Regions from separate parts of the Culex quinquefasciatus genome. Here region 2 is linked to region 1. The links are chromatin contacts, called in public Hi-C maps. All regions are on one chromosome and are shown on one strand. The core of a region is the stretch at or near the end of the contact, and the rest is flanking DNA. Distances in the headings are between cores, read along the strand shown.

Evidence for each region. A called contact is a pair of places that touch in the nucleus more often than the background predicts.
Region 2: a Hi-C map of whole body shows a contact between it and region 1, with 7 times the contacts expected there. The contact joins the promoter of LOC6052288 here to the promoter of LOC119769707 in region 1. A contact is called at or near these places in 2 of 2 Hi-C or Micro-C datasets (both in whole body).

The regions. Positions count from the first base shown.
Region 1 is chr3:27,701,011-27,708,649 of VPISU_Cqui_1.0_pri_paternal, reverse strand. It overlaps LOC119769707, which reads right to left and starts at 4,799. Exons shown (of 7, transcript XR_005278492.1): 1 at 4,475-4,799; 2 at 3,982-4,339; 3 at 3,776-3,921; 4 at 3,163-3,717; 5 at 1,830-1,975; 6 at 1,540-1,749; 7 at 1,290-1,472.
Region 2 is chr3:27,889,336-27,896,974 of VPISU_Cqui_1.0_pri_paternal, reverse strand. It overlaps LOC6052288 (actin-histidine N-methyltransferase), which reads left to right and starts at 3,489. Exons shown (of 4, transcript XM_038265205.1): 1 at 3,489-3,666; 2 at 6,750-7,586. The coding sequence starts at 6,865. LOC6042223 (beta-1,3-galactosyltransferase 5) reads right to left here and starts at 3,407. Exons shown (of 3, transcript XM_038265206.1): 1 at 3,284-3,407; 2 at 2,670-3,059; 3 at 1,143-2,610. The coding sequence starts at 2,970. The coding sequence ends at 1,712. It overlaps LOC6042222 (acid phosphatase type 7), which reads left to right. Exons shown (of 4, transcript XM_001851310.2): 4 at 828-1,325. The coding sequence ends at 1,130.

The DNA.
Region 1 (7,639 bases), core at 3,550-6,049:
ATTATGTTGTGTTTACCTGTTGTTTAGCAAGAGGATCACAAATAAGAGTGATACACTGCTAACTAGGGCAATTAGGGACACATAGGGCGTATAGGAACCCACGGGACAATTATGCGTAGAAACACAGAAATCGATCGAAAAATTTCAATCGCGTTTTTCTCAGTTGCACTTTTTCGAACATGGGACAATTATGCGTAGAACGGCAGTAAAACACATAAAAAATCTCGAAAATCAAAAAATACGTATTTTTGGAAATTGAGTTTTTGTGAAAAAAAGTTGATTAAAAAATCTGCAATTTTTTTCCGTGTACTTATTTTTTTCTCAAAAGTCCTCAACAATACCTACAACTTTGCCGAAGACACCAAATTGATCAGAAAATTCACTCAAAAGTTACATTGAATATACCATTTTTGTATCGACAGCAGCCAAAATTGTATGGAGACTTGTATGGGTGAACCAATGACGCAAAATAGCTAATTTGGTCATAGGGAAGGCCCCCACAAAGTTTTAGTCAAATCAAAAAATAAAAACGGTCGAAATCGGCCGATTTCGTAGAGAGTTGCTCATATGTTGCTATTAGTAATATTTGTGTTAAACTGAGTAAGGGCTCAAACCTCACTTGTTAGAAGAAAAGAGTGAAGATTGAAAACAATAGATAGTCAAAGAGAATATATTTTATAAAAAATCAAGAATCAATAGTAAGAGAATGATGAGAATAAGCTGGATGTAGTAGATGTAAAATAAGACAATAGTTAATAAATATAGATTAAAAAAACTAGCTTAGATTATAGTAATGATTATTTATAGGACAGATAAAGAATTATTCAAATAAATAGATTCGCAATAAAATCCAAAATAGTTTAGGCACATGATAAATAGACTTGATATTAATAGTACAACATTAAGGAAAAGTATATTTTAAAAGAAAAAAAAACAAAGCTTGTTACAGCAGTATCAGTTGGTAAAAAATGAGTGGAAAAGCTTTTGAGAGATGAGAGAATCAAAAGTTAGTAAAATAAAAATCAAATGATAGATATTAAATAGAAGAATCAGTGAAGAAGTGAGAATCAGTAGAGCAAAATAAAAATAGGAGATAGGTGGTAGCTGAGAATTAAGAGAAGAGAAGCCCAGTTGTGCGATGTTTCAGGTACATCCAGTTGATAAACTTTAAAAAATATTTGCTACGGCCTTACTTTACATTGAAAATTGGATTAATTTGTACGTAACAAGACGTAGCTGAGCAAGGAAACAGCATTTCGGATTTTTGATAAAATAACACTTTCGCCAAATCATTTTATCAGTTCAGTCATAAGAAAACTATGTTTATTTCCTTTTCTCTCGTTTTCTTCGGCTTCTAAATCATATGTACAGTTTTGTTTTATCAAATTCACGACTTCTGTTGATAAGTTATTAAAGATATCTTTAAAAATTCAGTTTTGTAACGTGTCTGTTAATCAGATTCACTATATATTCTATAGAGAAAAAAAATATTAGTATTAAGAGTTTCCTTATCCGCTAGTGTTATTTAAAGTTTGTTACTTTTGTTTGATAACGATTTACACGTTTTGTTTAGCTTTCTTTCAGCAATTTTCCTCTCTGTAGCTCAAATCGTGCTGCTGTGAATCCCGTTCATGTACTCGTCCATCTCCTTGTCCAGCGAGCTCTTCGTGTTGGCCATGTACGTGTCCAGTTCCTTGTCCAGCTGCTCCTTGCTCTTGGGCGGCACGGCCGGGAAGCGTCCTCGGGATGCTAAAACAGTACGAACGATGTGATTTCTGTACGATTCTTGTATGACAATTTCGCCAATTCCCGCCGCCGCCCTCACTAACCATTACGTCCACGTTGCGCGCTTCGGCCCCGCGTCTGGGACGCGGCCCGACCACGCGACCGGGACCGACCGCGGCGATTTCCGCCGGCTGCCTCCGCCGCCGCCGCCGCCGCAGCTCTTCCACCTCGGAACCCCCCGCGTCCACGTCTGCAAGTAGAACCGAAGGGCGAAGGATGGCTTTAGGGTTGATTTGCGTCGGGGGTGGGTGGCGAATTTGATCGATGCAAGAAAACGGGACGACCACGTGAATGCTTAAAATGGAACCCGCTACCCAAAGCCATCCTTGCGCGCACGCACACACACACGCGAGTTTGTTTTGCGGAACCTCTCGGAACGGATTTGTTCATGGCTACAAGTAGAAAGAAAGCATTACATGCACAAATTCAAATGTAAACTATACCATAGGGTGCTGATACCGCGCACTCGTCGCAACGTCAACGAATCTTGCCTAGGGGGGATGTGTGTTTGTTTGTGCTACCATACCGAAACCTCCGGGACCCGGCCACGCTTCGCCCAGTGCTCCTCCTCAACGAAAGTGACGGATTTCTTCGATGCGTACAAGAACGTTGCAAACCGCGGAATAGCTTCGCGCTGCGCTGGAACGGCTTAATTCTGCAAGAAAAGCACACTTTTGGGAGGTGCGAGCGCGTTACGGTTGCGGCAAGTCCGTTTAAATTGGCGCGCCAACGCGGTTAAGGTCTCTGTCTTCTTCTGGGCACAATGAGAACTAGTTTGCTTGATAAGGTGGAGTTTCGCTGTCCATGACTTGCAACGATCAGTAACCTATTGGCGGGTGGGGTGTTGATGGTAAACCAGGCTTGGAACGCTTGTTGGAGTTCCGAGTTTTGGATAAAGATGTCTTCTTTGAGGATGAAATGGTCTTCAAAAATCAAACTGCACTTTGAGCGCTCCAAGTTGTGTTCAATTCAAGATTTGGTTATCTGGCGAGATGTTGACGTTCGTTTGCTTGTGTTTGAAGACGTTGTTGGCCCATAAGTTGTTGATTTAGGGAATTGCTTATTCATTTCGACCTGGTGGCTTCTACTCCGAGCTGCTTGAAAGGTTACTGACCGATTGCCAAGTGCAAACACTCACAACAGTACTCCGTGTCCTGGATAATATTAGCGATTAGCTTGAAATAAAACTCCGTCCACTCGACCCTGGAGCAAACTGTGGTTCTACGAGAAAGGTCCCCCAAACTACGGTTGGTGCAGGAGTGTCAGATTTCTTGTAGATCAGATCGGCAAATCCATGTTAAAGAGATCCGAAAGGTATGCATCCTGTCACGGGTGGTTCCCAGAATTCTTCCTCAACCAAAGCATCGTGGCCATTACCTCTGCAGGGTGCGTCCCGGTCTTCCGCCGGCGTTTCCGTTCCGTCCAACGGCGCCTGCTCCTCCGCCTCCCCGTCGCAGTCCCCGTTTGCCAATGCGTCCTCCGCGGAATCCGCCACCGGACATGGGACGCGCGGTACGGTTGCCGCCCAACCGGCCATTGACCGAGGCCGAGCGCGACGCGGATCGTGCCTTCATCGTGCTGTTGCGACGCTGCAGCATCGGGCCACGTCCTCCACGGCCGCCGCCCCGCCCGACGCGACCTTCGAAGCCGGCGTTTCTTCCGTTGGCAGCACTGCGAGATCTGGCGCGACCGTTGGCCGCGGGATTGCCGCCACGGGAGCGCGACCGGGAGACTCGTCCTCCGGGACCACCACCGCGGGCGCCCGAGTTGGACCGGGAACGACCCCGCGAACGGGACTGATTGCGCTGCTGCGAGCGACCTCGGACGCGGGACCGGCTACGCCCGTTGGGGTTGCCCAACCGGGCCGCAAGGCTGGCCTGCGAGTTGGAGCGCTTGAGTGGCGACTTGCGCTCGTAATAGTCGGCGTTCATTCTGTGGGAAGATCCGGAATTAGACCCCTATCTCAGCGCAAGCTTTCGTGCCAACTTACGTAGCAATATCCGACAAACTGTTGGACCGCTGCATTCGCCGGGAACCTCCGGCCAGCGTGAGTGTGTTGCCGGCCGCACGGCGCAGCTGTACGCGGGAACTTATGTTGCTGCGATTGAGTCGCTGACGGCCAGATCTGATATTTCTCTGCAGAAAAAAAAACAACAAAAGTCAACAACAGCTCCAACTACCCTAAAACAAACTCACATTTCGCAACTGAAGCGCCGATCGCTGCTGTCCCAGGTGGCGCCGGTCCAGCTGACTGACAAAGGCCCGGTTCGCAAGCGAACCGCGCGACGGAATCGAATCGACCGAGTTGGAGCGCTTCCGGAGTCCGCCGGATGAGCCGCCACTCCCGGAGGAACGCCCCGACGAACCGCCGCCGCCCCCTTTCTCCGGCGGGCTCACCTTGGACATGATCGTGAACCGGTCGTTCAGCGACACGCCGGTCGAACTGTTGAAGTGAATCTTGCTGACCGGATTCATCATATTTACGACGCTTTCAAACGTTTCTTAACAAAACCGCACCACAAATCCACGGTCAATCAAAGATGGCGGCGCGAGTCTGCAAGAAAACCAAAAGAAAAAGGTGGTCCATCAGCCGAGTGTCCAGGCGCCTACTACGCCGTACAGCCGAAACCCACGTTCTATTTATGGAGCTGTGACTCGCGTGCGTTTCTTTGGTTACGAAATATTTTACCTAAATTTGCTTCTGCCAGCATTCACTTTTCTCCTCCCACGGCCAACAATGCAGAGCGCGTTGACCTTTTTTGAACTTTATTCACACACGAAAAGCCAAATTTCTCCTCAAATCCCTTCACTTCCTTCTCAAACCAAAAAAAAAAAAGTATCTCACGCCAAAATCACCTTCAACCTTCACAGCGATGATCCGGAAACGAGAATTTGATCTTGAAAAAAAAAAAGCAAAGCAGTCGGCGAACAAAAAAAACGGGATCACGACGACGACGGCAACGCGAAAATTCACGTCCGTTCGCGACGACGATTGAGAATTTTGTGAGAAAGGAAAAGAATCAGAAGCGGCGGCAAATGGAGGTGCAAAATGAAAGCGAAGAGGGCGAAATTCTGCCTCCTTCATGACAGGCAGCAGCCCAGGTGGTGAAATTTATGGTACGTTCGTTTGAGCATAGACTAAATATATATAGATATGCCACTCCCCTGTTGGGGCTGGTGACGCTACCGCCACGCCACTTTTGCACCTGGTGGCGATTCACAGGTACTAATTTTGGATATTTCCGAAGGGAAACGTTGTTTTCCCCAGTTTCAGTTCAGCGTTCTGGAGGTTGCTATGATAGCAACCTCTGTTTTCAAACTTTGACGTATCAACTTCTCGGGAGCAAGTCAAAACATTTCGATAATCAGAGAATCTTGCCTTTTCGCGATTTTTTGATGGTCATGCCAACTTTACTGCGTTAAGCTGCCTGTTTGGAGTATCGGAAATCCTGCCTTCGCCAGTACGGATTCCATACAACTTTGGCCAACCTCCTCAAATCGTTACTCCGGAAGTCGCTCAGTTCGGCTTAATGTTTTGTCGACTATGGCAGGTGAGTGAAAACAAAGTTTTACCAAAAATGCCTCCAAATTGAAAATTCTCTGCTCTGCTCTTTAAGGTTAAACCAATTCTTTGGCGAGCTACTGGGAGTCCGCTTCGACCCAGCAGACTTGGAGCTTTCCGGCCAAGCGGAGGCCAAGTCACTTTCGCTGCTGCTCGTTGCTGGAGTCTGCTTGCGCTTCACAGTCAGCCTCTGCATGTTCCGCTCCAGCGTGGCCTCGCGAATTGACTCCGTTGAGCCTAATGCAACAGAGTTCGATGAAGAAGGCGTTTCAAGAGGAACGAGAACGCGAGGCCAAGCCGAAGCACAAGCCGGATGCTACCAAGCAGCACATGGCGCGACCCACGAAGCTATCCAAAACTTGTTCCTCGAATGGCTGTGCCAACTGTCGCAGAACTGGCAGCAAATAGTGCGATTTTATGTAAAAAAAAAATTGAATAATTTTTAAGTACGAATACAAAGCTACAAAAAATGCTGAATTTGCTTACATTTCAGGTTTTACAAGTTTTTCCGTCATTCCACAAAATTTAATTCACAACCAGACTGAATTCTATTTTTATTGTAAACCGTGTAGTGTTCGTGCAAAAGGTTCACATAGTTTTTGATAGAGTTGCGCCTTGATCATTGCTTTGAAAATTCCTTTTTTCTTGAATGTATGGCTCTGAACATTGGAAAAGTCATTGACCGAGATGTAGACCTTATGCTGTTTGCTCCACTACTCCTTCCACGGCTCGGTGTAATTCTTGTAATCCCAGGTCACGTTGAGGCTTCGGATGATGAATACCCCGGAGGCCGTGCTAGCTCAATTCCAGTGTTCCCACGAGCCTAAGCCATCGGTTAGGCTAGGTTCATTTTTTTGGTTCAGGTTCACACCACACGTCGGCAAGCACCGTCGGCTCAGGCTCACTGAGTGCCGTGAGCCATGGTTCATTTGGTTCAAACCAGGCGAGGCTAGCCAAAATGAACCATTGGCTTGAACCTGGCTTGAACCTGATCAAAGAATGTTAGGCTAAACGGCAAGCTTTGTTACACCGTAGTATGCTCAAACCGTAACATTCGCTACACCGTAGTATGATTACACCGTAACATTGTTACACCACAACATTCGTTACACCGTAACATTGTTACACCGCAACATTCATTACACCGTAACATTGTTACACCGTAACATTGTTACACCGTAACATTGTTACACCGTAACATTGTTACACCGTAACATTGTTACACGGTTAAATTGTTACACCGTAACATTGTTACACCGTAACATTGTTACACCGTAACATTGTTGCACAGTAACATTGTTACACCGTAACATTGTTACACCGTAACATTGTTACACGGTTAAATTGTTACACCGTAACATTATTACACCGTAACATTGTTATACCGTAACTACGATGCAACGAATGTTGCGGTGTAACCATGTTGTGGTGTAACCAAACTACGGTGTAACGAATGGTACGGTGTAACGAATGGTGCGGTGTAACAATGTTACGTAGTAACACTGCTACGGTATAACAATGTTACGGTGTAACCAAACTACGGTGTAACGAATGTTACGGTGTAACAACGTTACGGTGTAACAATGTTACGGTGTAACAATGTTACGTTATAACAATGTTACGGTGTAACAATGTTACGGTGTAGCAATGTTACGGTGTAACAATGTTACGGTGTAACAATGTTACAGTGTTACAGTGTAACAATGTTATGGTGTAACAATGTTACGGTGTAACGAATGTTGTGGTGTAACAATGTTACGGTGTAATCATATTACGGTGTAACGGATGTTACGGTATAATGAATGTTACATTGTAACATTGCTACACTCTAATATGGTTCTCATTAGCCTGGTTAGCCTGGCTTAAGCCATGGTTCATGGTTCACTGAACCAGGATTGAACCACAAATTGAGGCTTAAGCCGAACCAAGTTTATAGGTGAACCTAGCCTAACCGGTTCATTTGGGAACTCTGCTCAATTCACTCCCGCATGGCTTCCTGCAAGAAAAACCCGTTAAGGAGGAGGCCTAGGTTTCATTAAGACCGCAAGTCCGCGAGGGCTGGGTCGTGTTCGGACTGGCCTACATCTACTTTAGCTTCAACGACACCTTCGTCAACGTTACGGATCTTTCTGGCCAGGAAATCGATCTCCAGCGGCATGAAAGTCAAGGCCATTCCTAACAAGATCTCGCCCTATCTGCAAGGAATCACCGCGCTGCGCATTAATTTGCTTGCCTAGGGAGAAAATGGCACTCCGTGCCATGGACTTTTCGTCGATGAAATTGGCCGAATCG
Region 2 (7,639 bases), core at 2,240-4,739, 190 kb before region 1:
ACAAAATTAGAGAGCTTTATGACGTTTCGCGTACGCACCATTTGATTTTGCTGGCCGGACAAAAATTTAACCTCAATCGTACGTACACGCAACACATGCGCACGGAAAAACCTCTATTTGTATTGATTTGACGTTTGCTGAGGGTGCCCAAAAGTTTGATTATTGGCTGATGCACGAAGTGATTTGTTTACCTTTTTTTTGGTACCCTCCGCAAACGCCAAACTATACAAAATTGCTGCCGGTTCTATTCCGGGAGGGATTTGGAAAAAGATCAGGCAGCAATTTGTATTGATTTGATGTTTGCTGAGGGTGCCGGAAAGTTTGGTTATGTTCTGCTTGCAAAAGACAATGCTGACGTTTCAAGGAGCTATTACACTACGGCAAACAAACAAACAAACTCGTACTTTTTGACAGTTTGCCTTGATCTGTTTGTAAAAACGTCAGCCTGCATACGTTTTGCCTTGTTTGCGAGTTTGGCAAACTGTCAAACACAAAAAAGTGCGAGTTTGTTTTATGTTTGCGGTAGTGTAATAGCTCCTTCAGCAAACAATTGCAGGTTAACAAACAAAGCAGGCAAACTGTCAAAAAGTTGGTTTGTTTGTTTGCCGTAGTCAAGTAGGACTTCCATAAACATTCCTATTGATTTATAAAATCATCGGCAAAACAACATTTAACTAGCTTTTACCGTACATCGGTTGTTTGACGCAATCTCCTGAACTGTAGAATTTTGGTAAAATTGAACCGATTTTTTTTACAAGCCCACTGATTTTGCCAATAGCATTTGCTTCAACGTTCAACATCGGTACAAATGACTCAATTACTCTCAGGTCTACAACGGCTCGCACGAGGAACCCTACCGGAACCCGCGCGCCCCGGTTCACTTGGTAACAGGTTCCGCCGGCTGCAAGGAGGGCCGCGAACCGTTCATCCACAAAATCCCCGACTGGAGTGCCATCCACAGCCGCGACTACGGGTACACCCGCATGAAGGCGCACAACCGGACGCATCTGTACTTTGAGCAGATCTCCGTGGACAAGGAGGGCGCGGTCATCGATTCGTTCACCATCGTCAAGGACCGGCACGTGCCGTACAAGCAGCTGCTGGAGGATGACAGCGAGGACGACGCTTAAAAGTCGACAGCGTACTTTGTAATACATTTATTTTAATTTTTAGTGTTTTTTTTTTGTGCTACAAGTTTTAGATCATTCCGGAGGGTTTTGGCGAGTTACCAAAGTAATTAAGACGATCTGAGTTATGGCCTTCTCTGTGCTCTGCATAAGATTAGTGCTCTGAATACAGTAAATATACGATTTATCTAAACGCAATAATCCGGCTTATCACAGATTCTGGGAATACTTTACGGGTTCTTGGGTTTACTTCGTTGATCTCCTCATCGTCGTTAAAAACCTAATGGCAGCTTACGGGTACATTTGCGGTGTGAAGATTATGACATGCAGATGAATTTAATGCAGTTACTATTTTGTTCGTAATGGCACTCTTAAAGCTAGCTTATCGGTAACAAATGTAAGTGGAATGTTGTTTTTCGTTGGCACAAATATTTGTTTCTTGTAGAAATATTTCAAAACATTTAGAAAAAGTTTATCGGATTACATTGAGAAGGTCACCAAAATCCTTATGATTCTGTTGGTTGAAACCGATTAAGTAATGGACGGTTATTGAGATTCAAACATCGATTCCGTAAACGTGACCTTTACAGTCGCATCATGCTGACCATCGCCGTTCCGTGGTCCTGCATCCCGTGGTTCCGGTACTCGGCCACGCACGTCTTGGTCAACGGTTTGCCGCTTGGTCGCTGATAGCACGCATTATCGTAGCACCGTTCCAGCTCCTGAACAAAGTCCATGATGAGCCGTTGGTTGCCACCGTTAGGTCCCACGTAGTAATCGCACTGGTACGAGAAGCGCTTCATGTCCCGGATGCAGCAGTCCAGAAACTCCGAGTTGGCGCTGAACCACTTGTTCAGACTAGTCAGCTGGATGTGGGCTCGCTCGGCGAGAATTCCCGTCACGTACGTGTCATCGATCCAGAAAAATGGTGTGCGCTCCGACTGGAGCACCAACTCCCGAGCCGTCCGCTGGTTCGTGATGTAAAGCCAACCGGACAGATACGGCGGATACACGTCGGCAGGAAACTCATCTCGGCTGACAAACCACTTGTTGGCTTTTAGGCGAATCACCTTTTTGTTGGTGAAGGTGAAACCTGCTAAAAGGTACCGCTGTTCCGGCTTTTGATGACTGTCCAAATCGGACAGATAGTTCTGGATGTAGAACGGATCGTAAACGATGTCGTCATCCATTTTGATCAGGAACTTGGCTTTTCTGCAATGTTCGGTTCCCCATTTCAGACTCATTATGTGTTTGTACGTGAGATTTCTGTAAGCTTCTAGGAACTCTCCTTGTATCAAATCTCCGAAAATTCGCTGTTCATCAACGATGGCTTTTTGAACCATAAACTTCTCCCTGCTCGGAATAGCTGCCAAGGAAAAAATCCGTAGCAATCCCATCGAGATCAACTTCTGTTGCGAAATAGCTTGTCTGTGAGCCGACCTGAGCGCATCATTTCCAACGTAGGACGTCACCAGGATAACTCCTAAAACAACAACCATCAACGTCTTCGAATGACCCAACCCAAATCCCGTAACCACTCACCCAGCAGCTCGGAGAAGCTCCCGTTCTCCTTGCAGATGTCGTTCCCAATTTGGAAGCGAAAGTCCGTCAGATTTACCAACCGCTTGGGATCCGCCGGAGATTCCCGCGTATCGTCGCCCTCGTTGCCATCGGCGCTTTGCAGCAACGTCAGGTAGCCGCGTCCACTGCCGGAACCGGTCGCTTCCAGGGGCTTCAGGAACAGATAGTGCCCGTCGCTGTCCACTTGGAACGAGTAGCGGTAGACAAGGTACAGGATAAGCAGCGCCACGGTGAACGCCAGGAAGCGGTGGAACTTTCGCATGGTGGAGGAAGGAGATCTTTACGAGCTCATTGGGTGGATTTAATTACGGCACTGGTTAATGGAAAATCCTTGGTCGTGGGTGGAGAAACCTTGTTTACGTAAAGATGTAAATAAAACAAATAGGGTTACGTAGCCAATCAGTGGTTAGAACGATTGACACGAAACTACGTTTCCGACTGTTCCAGCAGAATACTCGATGATTGTTTCTGCTGGAGCTCCGCAACGTTACAAGACTGATTTATTTCTCATTCACTCACGCATACGACAACATTGATCCCGAAATCCGGAGATTCGAGCTTAAACAGAGACTCACCTTTCGGACGTAGCGCCATCACTGCTTTTCTATCTTACTAAAACGTCAAAACAAACTTTAGCGCTCGCTAGCTTTGATTACTCGCTAAATTTTAAACTCCAAAACTGGTCGCTTCCTCCTCGTTCCGTCGCTGTTTCAGCTTCAACAACGTCCCGTCGCCCGGCTGTCAGAACTTTTGACATTTGCCTCTTTTGTTTTGATTCCGCCCCTTCGTGACGTTTGCTGCACTTGCCGGTCCGTGAAACAGATACGCAACGTACCGTAGAAAAATATGAGACTTTTGATGTAAATAAATCCTAACTAGCGGTACTCTTGCGTCAGTTCCACCGTCCACAAATAGCTATTTTTAACGGAAGTTAACGTGGGCCCCCGACCTCAAAACGGTTCGTTCCGGTTTCGCTCTGTACACACACGCACGCAAGTGTGCAGTTTCGTGTCACGTTCCGTCGTGTGGTAGAACGTGAAAAAATCGAGATTTTTTGTCACGTTTTTTTATTGGGTGGTTCGGGAATACGAGAAAAACAAGTGACGGCCGGTTTAATCGGGAAGACGTGGTGTGCGGTTGGTACTAAATAGCGGGCAGTTAATCGTAAATAAATAACAATCAAGCAATAAATCTCGAAAGTGTCGCCGCCGGTGGTGTTTTGTCGTGCGATACTGACCTAATCAAATAAATCGGTGCGTGTGAGTGTGATTAATCGTGGGTAGATCGAGTGCAAAAGGGAGATCACATTTGGGTCGGGGTTTAACCATTTCTGGAAGAAATTAACTTTATTAAATTCAAATTTATCTGTAAACAAAAAAGATTGAATTTGAAAGGTGGTTGACCTAGGGCACATGTGCAATCTGCCCTATATTTTTAATAGTTTGAAAGATTTGTTCATTTTATTTTAAGCCGATTAAAGGACGTATTCGCCTGTTTTGCCTGAAAAAAAAATCACTCAAACTACACTCAACCGAGGGTTGCATGATTTTGCTGAAAAATTTACGTGAACGTATATCGGAATCCAACAGTGTTACCACATGCTCGTCTGTATCAGAGGGTCCAAAAATCTGTCTTATCTGTACCAAGCATGGCGAATATCTGTACCATTATCTGTACGGTATATTTTTTGTAAAAAACTTTTTTTTAACATGCATTTTGAACAATCTTATGACAACACTAAACGCTGATATGCAGCTTGGAAGGAACGCAAAACTCCATATAAAAAACATCTAAGAAACGGCCAAGGAAAGCCGTTTCTTCGCGTGACGTTCCTTCGCGCGATGTTTGTTTGCAAAAGTTCTAGTGAAAAAATTTAAATATTCAGAATTTGTTTATTTTATTGCAACTGAAAGTCATAAATGTATCAATAATTTTGTAATCGATATTATAATATTGAAAATTCCGAATTGCCTCTTGATGCCGAATCTCAAAAAGCAGAATCTTGAAATTAAAAGGAAGGATTTTGTATTTTGCTTGAAAAGAAGTAAACCAAAGAGAAAATTAATAAACACACAGATTCAAAAATACAAATATTAAAACTAAAAAAATCTATGGTTAAGAAAATAAAAAGAAATATATATACAAAATAAAATTTAAAAATAACAAATTCAAAGCTTTAAAATTCTAATAATTAAAAATTAATAAAAATAAAATAATATAATTTAATAATTCATACATTCAAAATCCTTCAAATTCAAAATTATAATCCAAAAAATTTAAAATTCTAAATAAATATCTAGAATTTCAAATCATACCCAGATTAAAATTTTTCAAAATATCAAAGAATTCAAGAATTAAAGCATTTATGAATTTAAGAATTTAAGAATTTAAGAATTTAAGAATTTAAGAATTTAAGAATTTAAGAATTTAAGAATTTAAGAATTTAAGAATTTAAGAATTTAAGAATTTAAGAATTTAAGAATTTAAGAATTTAAGAATTTAAGAATTTAAGAATTTAAGAATTTAAGAATTTAAGAATTTAAGAATTTAAAAATTTAAGAATTCAAGAATTTAAAAAATTAAGAATTTAAGAATTTATAAATTTAAGAATTTAAGAAATTCAGAATTTCAGAATTTCAGAATTTCAGAATTTAAGTATTCAGGAATTTAAGAATATAAGAATTCAGGAATTTAAGAATCAAATAATTTAAGTTAGACTGTAATCCATATTCATACAGACTGCAGTCCCGATTGATCCAGTTTACGGTACAAAACATGATTTATCGAAAACTTTCAATAAAATTTACTTTGACCATATTCCATTTACTAAATAGTTTAATGTGACATAATGGTGTTACCTTTCAAGAAACAAATAATAATGTTTTGAAAAAAACGAGGATTAAATTTTGTAATATTCAGGCAACTACATGGCGGTTGTAAATATGTTTCAAATTTAGTGCATGTAAAGTATGGAATGCTAAAAAGATAATTTTTATTATCAAACTTTTTTTTTTGCAAAAAATGCTTTAAATGCAATAAGCAAGATTATGAATATGAAAAAATCATGTTGTTTTCATATAATTTAAAAATATACTCAAATTAATAAAAAAAATACAATGAACTTTATGCCACATTATTTTCTGTATGGTTCAGTACAACTTTTATTAAATTTTTGAAGTATTTTAGATTTTATTTTACCTGTGTTCTCCTTCATTTCAAAATCATTTTTGAGAAGAATGGGAAATGCTGTAAATTATGTTATAACTTTATTAGAACGAAATGCTATAAATTATTTGTATTAGGTCCTTGTCGGTACTGAAACCTGGTTAGCAATGAGTCTGCTTTTGTAAATGCAGTTTTCTTAAACCTAAGAAAATCCTAAAACTACAGAGGATCTTGTGTGTAAATGTTTGTGGGAGGAAGCCAATTACCCGCGGCGTACTGGGGGTTAGTATTTTAAGAGAGACTCCTAGTTCAAAATATTCTAGCATAAATGGATCTAAGATCGTTAAAAAATATAAGCATGATCCATTTCTAAATGTTTCAAAAGTTAAACTAGATTTAATCAATGAAAAGTTTTTAAATGTTGAGATAATTGCAATAACTGCAATTGAATAGTTACAATAATATCATTTTGAGTAAGAATCTTTTTTATCTGAAAATCTGTAAAAATCAGTACGGTGATCCAAATATCTGTCATCTGTACGTACAGATTCTGTACTCAGATCTTTGCTGAAAATCTGTACCATGACAGATAAATCTGTACATGTGGCAACGCTCCAACACGTTAAAACCGTGATATCAAAGAAGCAAAGCACAACAATCTTCTATGTATTGGTGAGGACTGTAGATCGGGTCGGTGCGTTTCATGCATATTTTGATAGAAAAGCTATTATTAAATGTAGCAAGACCAGGATAACAGTTTCGGCAGCATTTCTAGCCTGTGGGTGTAGCGCAGCTAAATCATCGCTTTTCTTTTGTTTGGGTGTAGTTTAAAGCGTATTGTTTTAAATGATACAGTTCTTTCTTGGTTTTTTAAAGCATCTTATTGACATTTATCTAAAAAATAGGTAGTTACTGCAACACAAAATACGCAACATAAAAGCTAGTCGTACAATCGCGATACAGAGAAGCAAGTTTAAGTTCCAACCTGGCTATGACCGGTGCTCCCAGCATGGCTACCTCCAGCGGCAAGAAGCTATCGATGACCAAGCAGAACGAGCTGAACACGCTGGTCGACTCGTTGATAAAGAGTAGCTTCATGAAAACGCCCACCGTAAACGAGCAGTACGCCCAGTACCAGGAAATGTACTCGGTGCTGGAGCGCATCCGCAAGCTGGAATCGGAGCTGAAGCTGAAAACCAGCAACGGAAAGCCCCGCCAGGCCAACATCGAGTCGTTCTGCCGGTGGGCCAAGGAGCACGGCTGCCAGTTTGATGGGATCAAAATTTCCGAATTTTCCGGCTTCGAGCTGGGGTTGGAAGCGACGCGGGATTTCAGCGCAGGGGAAGTTTTTGTGACGGTGCCGCGGAAGCTGATTTTTTCGGTGACGGCCGACAGTAAGATCCCGGACATTATGAAGGACATCCCGGTGATGATGGTGCAAAATCTGTCCAATTTGATGCTGGCGCTGCTGCTGATCGTGGAGCGCTTCCAGCCGAACAGCGTGTGGAAGCCGTACCTGGATGTGCTGCCGGATCGGTACTCGACGGTGCTGTACTTTACCCCGGCCGATATGGCCGAGCTGAAGGGAACCAGTGCGTTCGTGCCGGCGCTGAATCAGTGCAAAAATATCGCCCGGCAGTACGGGTTCATCAAGAAGTTTATCCAGAGCAAGACGGCGCTGCTGAAGGACAACTTTACGTACGATTTGTATTGGTGAGTTAATGTTCCTATTTGAACCTTCTTATGATCGTATGATTTGATCGTGG